2 separate regions of the Mus musculus genome follow, and region 1 is linked to region 2. The links are chromatin contacts, called in public Hi-C maps. All regions are on one chromosome and are shown on one strand. The core of a region is the stretch at or near the end of the contact, and the rest is flanking DNA. Distances in the headings are between cores, read along the strand shown.

What was found. Hi-C and Micro-C count contacts between places; a contact is called where the count stands out from the background.
Region 1: a Hi-C map of cortical neurons shows a contact between it and region 2, with 5 times the contacts expected there. The contact joins two enhancer-like sites. A contact is called at or near these places in 9 of 484 Hi-C or Micro-C datasets (the N1E-115 cell line, cerebellum, cerebral cortex and 5 more).

What each region holds. Positions count from the first base shown.
Region 1 is chr1:126,991,204-126,993,903 of GRCm38.p6, reverse strand. No RefSeq gene overlaps it. Among named protein-coding and RNA genes, the nearest start is that of Gm41945, 32 kb to the left of the region's middle. Within about 2 kb of position 1,318, at least 8 of the 459 cell types and tissues checked have an H3K27ac peak or open chromatin away from gene starts, as enhancers often do. A contact at or near this core is called in cortical neurons, where this site is marked.
Region 2 is chr1:126,430,483-126,433,182 of GRCm38.p6, reverse strand. The region is part of intron 4 of Nckap5 (NCK-associated protein 5); the gene reads left to right. Among named protein-coding and RNA genes, the nearest start is that of Gm35562, 390 kb to the right of the region's middle. Within about 2 kb of position 1,357, at least 21 of the 459 cell types and tissues checked have an H3K27ac peak or open chromatin away from gene starts, as enhancers often do. A contact at or near this core is called in cortical neurons, where this site is marked.

The DNA of each region.
Region 1 (2,700 bases), core at 69-2,568, 560 kb before region 2:
ACACACACGTGGGGTGGAGTACAGGGCCCACATAATTAAGAATGGTACAATAAACTTTGAGGTGGTACTGATATTGTGATACTGTGAAAACCATATATCAAGCATGATGTAATAAAATTATAATTGATGGTACAATAAAAAAATTATACCTCATCTTTGGGACATTCAGCATCCAGAATATTACCTCCATTAGCAAATTTAAGCCAGGCAGCAGATGTCTGTGGACGTTGGAAGTTGGGGTTAAGGGTGGGAAACGTGGACTAGGGCACATGGCCAGGATTGATGAGCTATCTTCTTACCATGAATCCTTCCCACCAGACCCTGGATCATTTAAATGCAAACAGAAACTGGGTTGGCAACTCTAATCCATGAGGTGCTTTCAGCTCAGCCATGACCATAGATTTCCAGTAGATGGTGCTAGAGAGCTGAAAATAGTTTCAGAGACATGACACTGACCACCAAAGCTGGGTAGGGACAATCACAGGGTTGGGAATGGGTTTAAGCATTGTCCACCCTCACAGCTTCAAGAGGGATGGGTAGAATCAGAGGGTAGGGACTTGCGCTTGGCATTTTCCACTCATGCAAGGACCTGGGAGGTGATTCATGCCTGGCCCAGACACTCACCCTATACAAAGGGACATGTGGGGAGTGTTTGGGAAGAGAGGCCACAGTTCAAAGGGGAGGCTGGCTTTAGAGATGGAGTGATAGGTTTCTGGGTGGCTGTGAGGAGTTAAAGCAATTACTGTAGTTGGATCTGGGATGTTCTCAGAGCTAACATGTTGAAGACTGGGTGTGCCCAGCAGAGCATATTGGGAGGTGGTAGAAACTAGGGGGGGGGACTTACTGGGAGGCCTCCAGGTGGCAGTGGGTGTACCTTCAAAGAGGGCTGAGGGGTCTCTTCCTGGTGCAGGGGCATCAGGTACTTGTTTAGGTAGCTGATAGAGGTTAGGGGCTACATGCTTTTTTTTTTTTTTAGAGTGAGTGGCAGTTTAGAAGCATCCTGGAGAGAAAAAGTTCTCCTGATGAGCGAGGGGTGGATTACATGTCCTAGAGAGAGAGGAGTCAAGGTCCAAAAAAATCAGACAGGTGCCATTTATTCAGACAGCAGAAGGCCAGCATCGCTTAGAATCATGGGGTATCTCCTCTGCTGAGTGGAGCTGGCAGTCTGAGCTGGCATTAAGCCTTTTTCAGCAAAACCCAGGCACATAAAGGGACCCTCATGGCCAACAGCAACAAATGTCGCCTTGAATTGTGCTCAGGGACTCTCTCCAGGGACCCTCCTGGCTCCCCAAAGCAGTCTGGCAGACAAGTCTGGCTAGCAGATGGAGTGAGCAGGCAGATGCGAGGCCCTCCCAGCTGAGACATTCCTGTGGACATTAAATAAGCCCACCGTGGCTCAGGGGAGCCATTGCCAGTCTCCTGACCATCCCAGATGTCAGTCAGACAAGACAACCAGATGGATGTCTGTCTCTATGTAAGTGTTTAAGAAAGATCTGGTTCTGGCTGACACGGACCACTTCTTATGTGGGTCCTGGCACTGCGCAGAATACAATCTCTTATCTCTCAAAGCCTTTGAAGGGAAATGCTGAAGCCCACTGTTTAGGGGGGGTCACTGGAGGAGGTGGGTTGGTGCAACCCTCCGTTTATATAGATTAGGAGTACCCTGCTGGTGAGTATGTCAGAGGAAATGGCCTCATCTTCAAGCATTTCCATACGAAGCACCTCATTTCCTGACCAACCCCCGCAGCTCCAAGGCCACCCAAGTCCTTGGAATTTGGTTTTGGCAGAAGTAGAAGAAAAAGTACCTCTTCCACTTACTGAACCCCTTCACCCTACCCCCACCCCCACCCCACTGCCCATCTCCCCTGTGAGTCTCAGTTACAAATCAGATGTCACTTTTGATCTGTGGGATGAACCCAGAGAGACAGGGGGACAATGACAGCCTTTGCTGGCACCTTGGACTTTGGCGTTGACTCACAATCTAAGCCTGGAGATTTAGATCTCTGATGTTTGAGTGTCTTGGTGTGCCTCTGAGGATCCCATGCACACAGTCTGATGCTAACCACTGTCACTTCTGGTTTCTGCTTTATTAGAGAGTTGGCCTCCCTTTGGGCCTAGCTCCTTGCTATATTTTCCCATTTGTTGGCTTGTTGATTAGCCTAGGGAATTCTTTAGACTTCAGTGGGATCATCTGAACCCATTGACTCCCACATGGCCAGCGGGCTTTTGTGTATGTCAGACAACTTGTCTACCACAAAGATCCACCCCTAACCCTTTAAAAAAAAACTTGTACTTACTTTGAGGTAAGGGCTAGCGTTGAACTCACCCGTGGTCCTTCTGCCTATGCCTCTCTGGAGGCCTCCACCACCAAGCCCCGAGCCCATCTTCAAACACATTTGGATATTTTGATGTCTGGGGCACTGCTGACCCTGGACAGACCTCCAAATCCCAGAAATTGCCAAACTCATGAAAGCAAAGGACTTGACTTTTACACTTGTATGTGTGTGTGTGTGTCTATGTGTAGGCCAGAGGTTGACATCAAGTGTGTCTTCCTCTATCATTTCCTTGCCTTAGCCTCTTGCTGAGCCTGGAGCTCACTGATTATCTACACCGATGGCCAGCTAGCTCCATAAATCCTCAGGCTTCTGCCTCCTCTATGCTAATATTATAAACCTTGCCTGGCTTTTGACCCAGGTGCAG
Region 2 (2,700 bases), core at 108-2,607:
AAATCCACATAGTCATCAGAAACTACATGTCAGAACCCAGGCTCTCTTCATGGTTTTTGGCTATGGCTGGCTTGGAGATCTATCCCTCCAGCCTCCTGAACTGGAAGCCCTGCATGACAGCATACTATAGACGTCTTGGGCTTTATTTTCATAAATACATGTTCAATCTGGGCCACAGCCTCTAGCAAGTGACAGAATTTGTGATGCATAATAAACTGGGTGCACGCAAGAGTGGGCATAGTTTAACAATCAGTGGAGTGTTAATAGACAGAATCTGTTTCCTCTGTCTGGAATGCTAGGGTTCTTTGGTTGATTAAACGGTTTTGTTGTTAAAAGGTTAACCATTTTGTAAATATCTCTGGCCTTTAACCTATAGAATTGACTCAAGAAGTAGCATACATGTGTATCCCTGATACATTGGTGCGTGTTTTGCTGTTGTTCAAGTATAAATATTTGACGCCATCCTTAAGGATGGCTACAGATTTTGTTTAATGACAAATAATTATATAGTTGGGGCTCAAGTATTCATCTAAAAAGTGCCTTCAAAGTGTCAACCCTCAAAAGGATGTGGAGAAATGTGAGGAGACATTATTTTTGAGAGAGAGAGAGAGAGAGAGAGAGAGAGAGATAGTTTTCGCTGCAGGGAGGTGTTATGTGCACACGATTGCTGTACCCAAAGAAGTCAGAAGAGGGCGTTGAATTTTGCTGAGCTGGAATGAGAAGAGATTTTGGGCCACTTGATCTGCATGTTGGGGACCAAACTCAGGTGCTCTGCAAGAGCAGTATGTGCTCTTCAACCACTGAGCCATTTGTCTGTCCAGCCCCAAAGACCTTTTAATATTGTAGGTTTGATCTCATGAAAAATCACAATGCTAAAGAAGGCATTTCTCTCACAGCGCACTTAGCTTCCCATTAAGAATGTCTTCAATTATTTTCTCCAACCGATGTTTATTCCTTTAAGTCTGTACATGCATTGACATGCTTAATAGAAAGAATTCTTCTTAAGAACACCAGTGATCAAAAGGCCATTTGCTTGTCACTTAAAGATGAACAGCTATTTTAAGCCCTATTTTCTCTTTTAAAGATAGCCCTTGGGGGATTCCCTCGTTACTTCTCTTCTCTCTACTTCAGTGCCAGATTTCTGCCTTTCTTTCCCTTGTTTCAGCATTTTCATTTACTCATTTTGTCGTGTAGCTTTGATGGGGATTTGAATGGTTTGAGTGCTGCCTGATCACTTACTGGGGTCTCCCCTTGGCCTACGATCCACAGTTCTGTGCTGAGAGCACAAGATGCCGAGCTTGGTCTTCTGCCCACAAGATTTCATTGTTGATTTAGGCTTTCCACCAGAAGAGGGCACCACATTCATTAAAATAACATCCGTAATCCAAGCTGAGCTTTGTATGTCCTTAACAGGTTCCAGACAGGGTGTGTGCAACCTCACCTTCCATCAGACCTCATAAAAAACATGACAGCTGTTCTTTGGAGGGTGGGGACTGCCTTAGGAGCCAACACCACGGGCCTGCAGTCTGAGGATGCAGCGGCAGGAAGGAGAGATCTGTTTTAATGATGTTCTCTGACAATAACAAGAGCAAGGAACAGCAAGTCTAAAACACCGTGCCTCCTCTCCAACGCTCACATATCTACTCAGTTGGGGATTATATTTTTTTTTTTCAGAGCTGAAAGGATTGGTTCTTTAATTAAGCATGTAATAGCCTTCTATTTATCATTCCGCAAAACAACTGCCTCCTTGTATGGGGCGATGCCACAGTATGAAAAATAGCATGTTTCCTTCCCTTCTGCCGAAACTTGAAGGTGTTGTTAACAGCAGCGGGCCTCACGACGTACCCCCTTCATCTCTCCATGTACCTGCTCATGTGTCCAAAACTCCAGTGGAAAGCATTGATTCATTTGGATAATTACACATGGCTTTCAGAGTCTTAAAATTCTAAATACCCTTCTGCTTAGTAATGTGTTAATCTGTCAAAAGCCGTTTAGCTATTCATCCCAGATTTATTTATGAGCCCGAGCAATATTGTCATCCAAATTACCCACGGAAGAGATGGTTATGTCTCCTAGAGGACTGGGGACAGTTTATTCTAGTAGCATACCTGGGACAGTGCATCCGCGTGTGAACCGCAAAGATGAGTATCTCAGTGCCAAGAAGCAGAAACAGGGTAGGATGTCAGGCCACACCTGGAGTTCATGGCAGATACCCTAGCATTTCTGAGGCCTAGGTTTGTTCCATCATGGGACTGCTTCCAAAGACTATAAAAAGGAACCTTAACAGAGACAGGAAGAATGTTTCAGAAAGAATACAGATGCTTCCAGAAGTTTTACCCAATGCACCAATACTCTGTGTGGAGTCTTGTCTGTAGTTTACATAAAAATCACTGTCCGGTGGACCAGCGAGACGTCTCCATGGGAAGAAGAACTTCCCATACAAGCCTGATGACTTCTGTTCCATCCCTAGCAGCCACATGTCACCATCCCTGGGAGATAGGCACTGTGTGGGTGAGATGGGAGTCGGTAGACTCAAGTGGAAGCTCACCAGGCAGCTCACCAGTCAGCTACACTGGAGTCGGAGCAGTGACAGGAGTAACCGAGACTCTGCCTTGACATGTGGGAGGTGAGAACTGACTCCAGAGAGTTGTTCTCAGACCTTCACATACGTGTTGTGGTCTGTCTGTCTGTCTGTCTGTC